2 separate regions of the Bombyx mori genome follow, and region 1 is linked to region 2. Evidence: chromatin contacts called from public Hi-C data. All regions are on one chromosome and are shown on one strand. Each heading gives the region's core, a stretch centred on a gene start, on an enhancer-like site or on the middle of the called end of the contact. The rest is flanking DNA. Distances are from core to core; before and after follow the strand shown.

Region 1 (6,686 bases), core at 703-3,202, 200 kb after region 2:
AAGACGATAATTATTTAAAGTATTAAAAAGAAAGATATGTAAATATTTTTGTTGCTGTCCATACTTTTTTATCGAACTTTGACAAATCAAGATCATTGACGCGCACATTTCTTATTTTAAACTCAGTTTAAAATATAGGCGCGAGAAACTCCTAGGATTAATTACATAATATTATAATTAAATATCAAATTTTCATTGAGATATTATAACTTAAGCTTTTTTTGCCTATCTACTGTCAGTAGCCTCGAGGAGCTGGTCTAGTTTCACCGGGTGTGCAGGCGAGCTCATGGGGCTCAGCCTGAAAGACTCCGTGAAACGTCCGCTGCATTCGTATGTAGCGATGCAATGGTGTTCGAATCCCGCATACAAATACCAGTTTTTCTAATGAATACGTATCTAATAAATGCTCACGATTGACTTTCATTGTGAATGAACCCTCAGACACAGCCCACTGAGTTTCTCGCCGGATCTTCTCAGTGGGTCGCGTTTCGATCCAGTGGTAGATTCTGCGAAGCACGGCTCTTGTTAAGGTTTGTGTTAGCAACGTCGTCAGATTTGAGCCCTGTAAGCTCACTTACTAGTTAAGGGCCGTTTTCCAATTACAGCACAAGAGCGCATTATGCGGCATAATCCTCAACTAAGCTTTAGCATAATTCGGCATTGTGCGTCACTGAGTCGCATTATGCTCTGTAATTGGAAAACTACCAAGGCTATACTGATAGGTAGGGAAAAAAAGTGAGTGAATAATATAATTACCTATACTTTGATAAATAATATAATTACCAATTAAAATTATAATGTGCGACATTTGACATTCTAAAATGTTTTAAAAAATAAAACTCCTCAAGCCACTAAACATTATACGGTTTAAACCAAAAAAAAAAAACGCCGTAGGATACATAGTTCAAGGTATTTAATGCGAGTTTTTTAACGTTCTCGATAGCGTAAAAGTGGCTCATATTTGTATGAAATAGGATCGTTTGCGTAGGTAGGTACGTTTACCGTTAGGGGCGCTGTTCCAACTGCATACAAAAATTGGCTTAACTTTTACGCTATCGAGAAAGTTAAGAAACTCGCAATAAGCACTAGAGGTACCTCTACCCTCAATACTATATTGATAACATAAAGCTACTTTCTAATTTTACATCATTAATAACTTTTAAATGTTTTGAAAAATGTATTGTCTATTTTTGTTTGTAATTTCAAAATATCTTTATACCTAAACACAATCTATATTCATTGACATAAATTTGACACAATTCTGACAGTGCGGTGCTCATTAGTGTTGTAGCTTGCTCCAAATCACTGTATCAGGTACACATATTGTCTGGCCGCTAAAAGTATGCGTCTTTCACTTTGAAACAGCATTGAATATGCGAATAAAAATACCTTTAATTGCTTATTTACCCCAATAACGAATACTTATCCATAAAAATACAAAATTCTATCAACTTAAAACAAATTTTATCATTTTACGATGAATTGAAGTTGGAACATTCTCTTGGCGGCAGTAGATTTAGTATTTATTATAAAAAATAAAGTAGTGTGATTCAGTCTAAAATAAAGAGCAAAACAGATATTGTAACCTGTAATTGTTGTCCATAAATGAGAAATGACACTTATTTTACAGAAAGCATGTCATTGATTAGTTAAATTCGTTTTTCAATAGTAAATTTACAAACTCGTAGAAATCACCTACGTTATTTTTATTAGAAAAAATATTTTATTTTTTATTGAAGGAAACGTAAAATCCCATTAAGGTAAAATCATTATAATATAAACTGAAAAACGAAAATTAAGCAATGTTAGTTAAGCTATTGCAGGCGAGGAAAAGCTAATAAATAAAGAATATTTGTCTAGATTTTTAAACGAAATAAAAGTAACTAGTCATGTTACGGTTTCAGATTAAAAAACGTAGGTATTTTAATTACAAAGTCTTTTAGCTGTACAATGAAAATAATCACGGAACAGGTAAATATTAGGCAATACTAGAACTCAATTTTTACTTATTACGAATCATTGTGTATTTATTTGTACATCTCGAATAGGTAGATTTTCCTTCTCGTTCTTGTTACCTACATTCTGAAAAGTTTGTAAAAGCAGAAAATTTTTGAGCTAAATTTTTAAAGGTATTGTAAAAAAATAACTTGATTTTCATACTTTTATTTTTCTCCCATTCATTTTCTTATTGTTAACTTGTAATTAAAATTTCCAACTTTTTAAGTTAATTTCCTTTTTTATGTATACCAACTATACCTACCTTTACTTTCGTACGTACATGTGGAACACCTAATTTAAGATTTATTCTCGTATTGTTAATTAGCTGCCTAAAAAGTAGCTCAAAATTTGACTCACACAGCACTATATTAAAAAATTATCTTCATTTTGCTACTTGAAAAATGAGGTAAAAATCCATTAAGTAGATAATTATTATACAAGAAAATTCTTGAAAATACATTTTTAAAATTTGTTGAATTGACCTCAACATTAAGTTATGCTAAAATAATCTTCAGAACTATTATCGTATCTATTAAGACCTACATTTCGCAAGTTAATTACCAACATTTGTGAGGAATTAAATTGCAAAATACTTGCATTTCATGAATCCTGAAATTATTAAAATGTTTTAGTATTTAGTACCTATCAGCGTATTGTTTCATTGGGCCACTAAAATGAAAATCATCAGGTAAAATTTGAGAGCTTTGAAGAACAAAATGTTTAGGACAGTAAAATAAAAGTTTTTTTTTTATGAAAACTGAAAAAATATATGAAAAAAATACTTAATCACATTTTTTTGTGTGATACATTACATAAATTGTTGGTACCCAAAACTGATTTTAAACTAGAAAGAAAATAATATACTTATTTCATTCTAAAACTGACCGAAGTACGATCAAATAAAACCTTTTTATTCCAAAATTAATCAGCGTCTTAATATGAAGTTTAAAATGTCAAGCAAAAGTACCTACTTGTATTGTAAAGATCACATGTTTATGTTCAATGCCTAGAAGCTTAAATAAACAACATCTAGTAATTAGTGTTGGCTCTAGTTCAATTTTATTTATTTTAGCTCAATATGAAAAATTCACTGGAGCGATACTTCAAGTCTTGTGAAAGAACTCAGTTCAGCTTAATATTACAAATGAAGGTAAGACAATTTTCTAATTAAGTAAATTGCTATTTCAACATAACCATCAGTATTATTTTACATTATTAAACATGAAATATCAATATTAGTTATAGATAGCAAAAAATAATAAAAATATACAATCAAATTATTCTTAAAATAAAAGTAGTTTTTATATATTGTCTGGAAAGCCAACTACTTATTTAATTATGTTTAGGAATAATATTGTTATTTGAAACTTGGATTTTGCATAAACCATAGAAATTAATGTTTTTACAGAAGTTCATAATTTTTTCTTTGATGACATACAAGTAATAGAGTCAATATTAAACAGGTTTATTATAGATTTATTAAAAACGAATTGTAATTACAATATTCTTGGAAGTACCCATTATAGTGTAGGTGTTCCTATTTTAATAATTTAAACTATAAGTTAACCTAAGTGGCTTGGAGAAATTATTTGATTTTTAATGTTTTCAGATTATGTTATTATATAAGACCCTTTTAACAAATTATTCTTCATGTTAGAATGACGCAAGCCTATATAAATGTATTTGTTGAGAATGACGAAATATTATTTCTCATAATGCCTGAAAAACTAAAAGGCTTTTACTCTTTCAATTCCTTACGAGTTCATAGACTGCGGCTGACTGCGCATAATCTGTGAAAATGATTTCTTACATAAATACATAAAGGCTGTATACGCCGTAAGCTTTTGCCTAATTTGGCAACAAAGGTTTCTCTCATTTTCAAACGAAACATTGCTTTATTCCAAGTGAAATAATTTTATTTATTTAAATATGTAGTAATGTATATAGTTTTTCGCGAATTCTATTAAAACTAAAACATGATAATATCGAATGTAGAAACACAACTCGGAAAGCGCATGACAGACAGGCTAATGTCATGCTAGATTTATCGATAGGTTATACAAGGGGGATGGAACAGTAAAATCTAAAACATTTTTCAAGGTTTTCTTACAAGTTGCGACAGTTACGGTGTTTTTTTTTTCACGAGATTGTTTATTTTAAGTAAAAATATGTCAGCAATTAAAAAAACCCAAGTTAAAATTCAATTATAAAACATTTGAAGGTTAGGGAAATCATGCATCACTTGGGTTACAGGAATTGATCCGACAAAATGATAAATTTTGTAATAGCACTAATATGTATGTATGTGTATGTTTAAATTTAAGTAATGATATTTGTATTTAAATTCAAAATACTACCAATACCTACATACAAATACTACCATTAATATGTCGAATCAATTTTAAACTGCCGCGCTCAATCACACCTTTGCTATGTTAGCTATCTCTTTTTCACATGCTGTTTAATGACTTTATATTGCACTCTAGCCGTCTAGTGCGGCAAACGTTTCATTTCGTCACTGGAAATAAGTACCTACATATCAACCTAGTCAGTCAAACAGTGGTGTTTTTAGACTAGTTCCGCCATTAAAATTGAGAAAATCTTATTGTTGTCAATTATAAGTTCAATAAATCACGTTGATAATGTCCAGTAGATACTCAGTCTCGTGAAATATTTTTTGTTTGCGTTAAGTGTTTTTAATGTATCATTTCCTGTTTCGTATGGAACAGAAACAAGCCACTGCGACGGCTATTGCTCCGTTTTCGTTATCACGTGGGCCGAATTTCGAATTACGCCGCCTTGTTTGATTCGTGAGGCCACGACTTCGTACTCCACAGAGAAGACAGTCCAATACAGACAATAGAGACCGGCATAATAATCAAAGCGTCTTTGTTTTTGCAGAAGCGCGCCGAATCGCTCGACTTCTGTCATCGGTTTCTATCGTATCATGGAACCGGCGGGAGACTGACGCTATCTATTGAAAATCTTGTGCAATGTGTCAGTGAAGTGCTAGTGGATTGAGTGAAGTGTGGTGTTGTGCGGTGCAGTGTCGTTACATAAGGGCGGTTATGGTGGCGGGGCGGGCGGCGTGAGGGCCGGGCGGCGTCCGGCGGAGAGCGACGTGTCATGGCCCCTGCGCTCCCGCTGGCGCCCCGAGACGAGCCCGACGGTCACGACTCCCTTCGGCGGCGGGCGCTCACGTCCGTCGATAACATAGCGATACACATGGAGGAAGATGACATGGGCCTCCCCAACCAGCCGAGCCTCGCGAAAGACTCTCAAGAGATGGAACAGATCCTTGTTGATTTGGGTGGTAGTGACTTTAACCATCCAGATTTACTCCAGGCCATAAAAACCCTTGAGAGTGGTGGTGATGTATTATCTACCGGAGAGCCTGATGCTATTTTTCCTCTCTCTGGTTTTGATTTGACTGAAGTAGTTGATTCTGAGGGTGATAGCATAGAGGATAAGATAAAAGCTACTCAGGCACGTCTTGAACGCCGTTGTGCTTTCCTGCAGAGGAGGCTGAGAATACTGCAAACTCGATCCATCGGGAAGAGAATATCTGAAGAAGTGGTCCAAACATTTGAGAAATGCACCCGCGGAGCTCGTAAGGACAGTGGAGGTCGACCAATGGGCTTGAAAGCTTTTTTAAAACGAATAGAAACAACTGCAGCATTACAAGCAAGTGCTGCATCAAAGACTGTGGTTGGGCCAAAGTATTACAATGCAGGAACATCAAAAAGTGATCCATCCAAGTCTGCATCGATTGGTATTCCACCGGGGACTCTGGCAGGCTTGGATGATACAGCAGCGGCCCTGAGATCACAGCTAACAGCAGTGAAGTACCAGCTTGATTCTGATGCCACTGCATCTTCATCAGGGGCAGAGAGTAATGATGAAGTGGTGACTTACAATAATCCACATCAACAGCAAATGCCTATGTGAGTATTTAAGTTTTATGATTGCTTTAAACAGACTGATATTAAAACAATCCAATGTCAGATAGATTGGTACATACAAGTTTTTAGGAATCTGATTTTCTTTACAATTATATTTAAAAAGGTTAGGTAAATACCATTCTGAGTAAAAAGATTGACTATAAATAATTTAGATCTGAAATAGATATGATTGAAGAAAAAGCTTCCAATGCTAAAATATCCTTAGTTGTTTTTTGTAAATTATAAATCTAATGGATAAACAACTTATTTGTAATGAAACAATAACAATGACCATGAATGTAAATTAAAATTCATTTTAATCTATCTTTAACTATTATGAATTAAATAATCCAACTGTTTATTTCAGCTAAAAGATAATTATAATGAAACAGTACATTTAAAATTTATATATTTTTTTCAGTACTTGGTAGGTCCAATCTGTATTTACTGTCTTAATGAAAAGCTCTAAAATTATCTTAAATTATGTTTATGGGAATTAATCAGTACTAGTTTGGATATTTATAATTTGGTACTGTTATCACCAATGGTTAAATTTACAAACCTAATTAAATTCAGTGGATACATATACATCTCACTTAAATAACATAAAATAAAACAACCAAGTTATTTATATGGAGGTCAGAAGTGAAAATGATTATTTGTACTTTTTCGGGTTGTTTATTCAATGGTTTTATTTATAAGTACTTATACTGTGTCATTAATAAAATATGAATGTATCATTAATAC
Region 2 (6,469 bases), core at 185-2,684:
GGTTTCCATTCGGCATAAGCCATTTTGTATCTTTATAAGGTTTTAAGCTACACACGTGAGATAATGAGCGGACAAAAGTTAAATTAAAAACCTTCATTTTTATTAATGATACATTTCAGGCAGTTCGAACTTGCTGATACTAAATGTTGTTTCAAATAAATTGTAAATAATATTTGATTGATAACAACATTTTTTGGTTGATTGGTTTATTAGATTGGCAAAGGGAGAAGTGCCCAATTCGTTAAAAGTAAGTGTCTGAGAAAAGACCTAATCCTAGAGCTAGACCATAGGTGTGAGACGAGATGATTTTTTTTTGCTTAGATGGCTGGATGAGCTCACTGTCCACCTGGTGTTAAGTGGTTAAGTGGAACCCACAGACATTTACAACGTAAATGTGCCACCCACCTTGAGATGTAAGTTCTACGGTCTCAGTATAGTTACAACGGCTGCCCCACCCTTCAAGCCGAAACGCATTACTGGCCGTTTTCCAATTACAGCACAAGAGCGCATTATCCATTACTTAATGGTAGTTTTCCAATTACAGAGCATAATGCGACTCAGTGACGCACAATGCCGAATTATGCTGAAGTTTAGTTGAGCATTATGCCGCATAATGCGCTCTTGTGCTGTAATTGGAAAACGGCCACTGCTTCATGGCAGAAATAGGCGGGGTGGTGATACCTAACTGTGCGGACTCACAAGAGGTCCTACCACCAGTAATTACGCAAATTTTAATTTTGCGGGTTTGATATTTTTTATATACACGATGTTATTCCTTCACCGTGGATGTCGATCGTGAACAATTGTTAAGTACGTATTTCATTTGGTACCCGGTTGCGGCATTCGAACACTGGTGCACCGGACGTCTTATCCTTTAGGCCACGACGATTTTGACGAAATCAAGTAGCCTCTTAGTAAAACGGTGGAAGGTTACTGAAATGAAGTTAATGAATTCAATGGACTTCTTGCGAGAACAAAAGAAGCCATAATATCTAGTGTTATTGTTTCATTTTCCGACAGTGAAATGCAAATATTTTATGGTTCAGCGGAACATATATTATCGAAACATAATGAATAATATGATCAGACTTCAAATATTTAGTAGCGTTACTTTTACCAGTGCGTTGTCGTTAATAAAAGATAGATAGTTACAATGAAAACTACTTTATGGTTTAATCTCGCGTTTTTATTGTCAGCATTTTATTTAAGCAGTTTCGAATACTTAATAATTGTTTTGGTCACGGACTAAGATGTAAAAATAGTTTTAATTATGTCTACGACGAGCGAAAGCCGAGGGAAACCCAGTAGAGATAGTCATAAAAAATATCATTGCCATAGTATACGCACAGGCGTTTTAAGGCTCACTTCTATCAAACACAACATGAAGATTTGGCTTAAAAGAACAGATTCCAGGCCGCTCAAAAAATTCGAAAAAAAGTCCGTGAAGTTTATTGGTATTGGATTTATTAGTCGTAACTCGTAATCATAGAAATTGTAAATTAATACATTGCGGTTTTAATTTACGAGTTTGTTTACTATTGATAAATAATGGTTAGTTTTGCTCCTGATGAGATAGGCTTAGTAGATCAGTCGCCATGTGCCGGTATACGTGCAGATTTAAAGTCATGTTTATTAAAAAGTGATTGTTGCAAAAAGGTTAGTTTTAGTGTATCATAAAAACGGCATATATTTTTATTAGATACACTGAAATATTTATATATTTAATGATTCAGTTAAATTTTTTTAATCCATTCAACACATCAAAAATGTCAAGCCTAAGGTATTTATTACATTTATAGGATTAATTTTTAAAATCACTGCCTATGTTGTTCCTTAAAATATTTATAATGGATAAATTTCATTTCAGGACAAAAAGACACCAAGGGAATGTTTAAAAGATGGCTTAGTGCCTGAAGAATGCTTACAATTGAGACAAAGCTTCTTTGAGTGTAAACGATCTTTAGTAAGTACTAAATATAAGAATATTTGGCTTTGAAATGATGTAAAAATAACCTGAGTATACAGACAAAATAGCATAATATGACTTAAAAAAAAGTAAATAAAAATTAAGTTAAATGCGATGGATAAGTAAATTTAAATATATATTTGTATATTTTCAGCTAGACAATAGAAGAAGGTTTCGAGGTCATAAAGGATATTAAAATATATTATTTTAAACAATTTTATTAAGTGTTTAGTTCATGAAATTACCTATTGAAGATTTAAATACAAAATAATGCAGAGTAATAGGTACTTAAAACTGGTCTTTTTTTAGTTGTAAGTCATTCCCTTCAATGCAGTTTACTATATAATATTTTCAATTCTTTATAGTTTAGTTAAATGTGTATTAGTCATGTAATATTCCATAAAACTCAAATCAGGATTTTCTGGGCTAGAGATATTTAAGGGTCAAAGAAAAACTATAATTAACTACTAGGCCATAAAAATAAAAAGTTAACAGTATTTGAGGCAAAATAAAATTCCAGGGTATTTTCATACATTTCTACTGAATTGTTTCACTTGTAAACTGAACCAATAAATTTTATGACTGTAATTTACTTAACTGTGACATGGTTTTATAATAAGTTCTAATGGTAAGACAATACCTGCCTGATCTGTACTATGCCTCCAGGTATAATAAGCATTATTATAGATTTTAAAAGCATTAAAGTAGTTCCTCAATTAGGAGTTTAAAATCAGTATATAGTTTATTGTTTCTACCCAGGACTCAGAAAGTAATAAATTCTTAGTTTAACCTTTTTTGTGCTATGTATCTAACCCATGTTAAACCTTTATCTTTATGTATGTACATTATGTAATACTTTTTACAATTTAAAGGTAGAAAATTTATTCCATTTAATGTGAACATAACCTGTTTTAACCTGCAAGTATTAATTAAACTATACCTTTAACTTCAAAGTTAAATTGTTCAATATGTCATTATGTATAAAGAAATTCTAAATTATATAATTATAATACATGAATATATAATTCTGTTAGAAAAGTACTGTAGTAGACTAACTATTGGATTATTGAAATTGTTTTGTGGAGAGAAATCGTAGTTTGCCTATAAACAGTATTTTTTTTAAAGCAAGAAATTCTAAAACTAAGTCTTCAATAGTAAAATCGTGACAGTAGTAATGTGTATTAACAAAAATACGATGTTGAAAAGTATGTACTAGGTACATTGTTAAATATATCGTTACGAAAACTTTTTGGATTTTATTGCCACTGTTTAATTCACTTTAAAAATGAGTAAATAATGCAACAGTCAATTATTTGTTTATATCATTAGTAATAATTTTATACATATAATTTGGAAGTATACATTTGGATTGATGGTTGTATCTAACCGGCTGATCCATAGAATACACATACTATTGAAGGGCTACCCACGCTGGTGCTGACCCGAGGGAGTATTCTGTGGGATAACCCATACAAACCGGCGCCATCTAGGTGGGCTTCGGATAGTCTGCCGACCGGGAGGACTGGTGGTCGTGGCGCCAACGACCGACGGTCCGGCGTCCCGAGGGGGAGGATGATGGGAGAGTTGTGCTCCGCACTAAACACTTCACTTTCCCCCCTTTGCCTTTTCATGAGTTCTGTCTCATGCGAGGCTCGGAGGTGGGTTGTTGAGCGATAGGAGGTTTTTAGTCGGTTCGAATCCGACATGTTCCGCCCGCCACCCCCAGTGGAGGGCGAAAGTCCGGCGATTTCCTCCTGACCCAGAAAAAATATCCACATGCCTTTTCTCCGTATATTATGAGTAACTTTCATGTACAGTGTGCTTAGTGCGAGTTTCTTAACGTTCTCGATAGCGTAAAAGTTAACCCAATTTTGTATGCAGTTGGAACAGCGCCCCTAGCGGCAAACGTACGCAAACGATCCCATTCCATACAAATATGAGCTAACTTTTACGCTATCGAGAACGTTAAAAAACTCGCACTAAGCGCACAGGCTAGGACAAAGCATAGACATTTCTGCATGCATTACATTGCGGACGCGCGAAATATCAAATTGCAAAACCTTATATGCATTTAGACTTTAGGAGCACTCTCTTTATACTCACTTATGTATAATTTATGTGTTATGTACCTATTACTAAAAATTATCAATCTTATCTACTAATTTTTTGAAAACCAAAAAGAGAAGATCTTTGCAACGAGCCGGTGAAATTGCTTGGTATATCCACGGTCTCAGTGTTGTTTGGAACTTTTATAAATCGGAATATTTATAATATTTTTATAATCGGCTTATCTTGTAAATATTCTTATCGCAATTTAGAATGCCAGATTTATTTTATCTACCGCTACAGATGAATCGATAAGCATCCTAAGATCACAAATTAATTTTATTTTATATGTTTTTAAATATAGACTATCTTAGTCTTGAATTACTTAGCGTCCCTGATTGCTTAGTAGATCGCCATAGGTTCGATTTCCACGATAATATTATCGTGTGTATCAAGTTTGTATGCTCTTTATCTGGATGTTTAATATATATTTATGTATATATTTAAATGTATATAAGTATTTACTCAGTATATTTCTGATCTATTCGGTTTGTTCATTACACCCCAAAATGATTTTAATACGGTGTTGTTTTCTCCCGAAACGGCACTGAAAACGATGAAACAATTAGGTGTGTAGGAAGTGGATAGGTAAGTACAAAATTAAATGGTATAAAAAGGTTTTTTTAAATTTTTATTACAAAAATAATTGAAATTCGATGAAATACGATTCTATATAATCTAAGAGCTTAGCCCACAAACAAACTTAGCTTCGAAAGCTGAACAAAAGAATGTCTACATATTATTCAATCCTGAAACATCACAAAAATTATCCACCTATGCATTCATCTATCTATGCACTCGCAAATTGACAAAAATATTTTAATTGCTTATATTACGTAATATTAATAGTAAGTACCGCTGTGATTATAAAAAATCTTACTTTGAAAAATACTTATTAGAAAATATTAAATGTGCGAACTTTTATTATGTCATTTTCGGTTTAACATTCGATGAGGCATTTTATAAATGAAAATATGGCATTACAGGTATTAATACAGAACAAGCATGGCTTGGGTTTTTGAATGACAAGGAAGAGAAAATAATTGAATCGTTTGGATTACCCAACTAATATTACAGTGAATTCAACCTTAATTTTGACAGAATAGATTACATTTGGGCTTAACGGGCGGTTTTTTCCCGCATTCCTTAAATTTTGTGTAGGTCCTCACTTTCTATAAAAGAATAAACTATTCTAACTACTTCAAGCCAATTTGAAGCCAATTTTTTTTAATAACTCTTAAGATTAGTATTAATTGTAATGTTTACGTATTATAGAGAAGAAATTACTTTAATCTATTGGTCTTAATTTTTTGCGTTTCTGAGTCGAAATTTTAAACTATTGTGTATGAAATGTACAAATATATAATAATTTTTAAATAAATAATGAGCGTAAAGCTTTCTATAAAAGTCATAAGCGAATTTCACAATGAACCGTTTTACTATTCACTAGTTTTTTTTAAATATTATTTGGCAAAATTGAACGCGTTGAATGATATTTAGACTGTTTGGAGGGAGCATGAAGAGTGATATTACTTGTTTCTGTCAATTTATGATTATTGTATAGTTAATCGTGTAATGATGGTAGATTGAATTGTTAAGTATTTTGTAAGTGTACAAGGCAGGGTAAATGGTCGAGTAATCGTAGTCAGTAAAAAATATAAAAAGGTGTAATAAATTATAAATGATTGTAATAAATTCAAAATTTATCTATTTTAAACAATACAGGTTGTGTTTTATTACTTAACGTGTTAATTTAGAATGAAAATTTCGATATGTTTAGAGATATGCTAAAAATGAATAAATTAAACTTTTTACAAAGCTATAACTCTATTAAATTCATGGAAGACATAACCGAATTTATATGGTTAGATTTGATTATATCAAAAGTACTTATTGAATTGGTGGTTCTCTAAATTAATCGTTCACATTTTTTGATGCAGATAACAATACTCATAGGTGCTGACAAAGTGGGTACACTGAATTAGAATTTTGTATACATTGAAAAAGAGAACGAATTAATTGAATCATTTTATTGAATTGAAATTGAAATAACCCTTTGCGTTGGGCGTTTGAGAAAAATCAATCATGCTCATGGATTTGACAATGATTTAAACGCGCTTAAATAAATTATTTGTCAAATCCTAAAGTTAAGATGGCGTTTTAACCAGAGATGCGAGGAAAAGGCGGCTAGAAAGCGAGTTTATGTTAAATAAAAATAAAAAAGATGTGTGATAGGAACCCTATCTAACTTTCGCACAGCTGAAAAGAGTACGGATTCTCGCACAGCTGAGCTACATGCGGTATTTATTGTCTATTGAAACCGTTACGAATGACACCACCGTCTAACTGATCTAACTTATTCGCACATGGCTGATGAAAATGTTGATTTCATTACGC

What was found. A called contact is a pair of places that touch in the nucleus more often than the background predicts.
Region 1: a Hi-C map of whole pupa shows a contact between it and region 2, with 2.5 times the contacts expected there. The contact joins the promoter of LOC101746187 here to the promoter of LOC101742251 in region 2. A contact is called at or near these places in 2 of 7 Hi-C or Micro-C datasets (middle silk gland and whole pupa).

The regions. Positions count from the first base shown.
Region 1 is chr23:2,520,939-2,527,624 of ASM3026992v2, forward strand. LOC101746187 (KAT8 regulatory NSL complex subunit 1-like protein) reads left to right here and starts at 1,953. Exons shown (of 12, transcript XM_062675159.1): 1 at 1,953-1,971; 2 at 3,071-3,148; 3 at 4,900-5,942. The coding sequence starts at 5,125. LOC134201063 (a long non-coding RNA gene) reads right to left here and starts at 1,212. Exons shown (of 3, transcript XR_009976224.1): 1 at 784-1,212; 2 at 412-506.
Region 2 is chr23:2,323,821-2,330,289 of ASM3026992v2, forward strand. It overlaps LOC101742251 (cytochrome c oxidase assembly factor 5), which reads left to right and starts at 1,435. Exons shown (of 3, transcript XM_004925429.5): 1 at 1,435-1,656; 2 at 1,868-1,963; 3 at 2,121-3,211. The coding sequence starts at 1,549. The coding sequence ends at 2,162. LOC101741861 (probable cysteine--tRNA ligase, mitochondrial) reads right to left here and starts at 430. Exons shown (of 1, transcript XM_004925426.5): 1 at 1-430. The coding sequence starts at 97. It overlaps LOC101745759, which reads right to left. Exons shown (of 4, transcript XM_062675154.1): 4 at 5,420-6,469.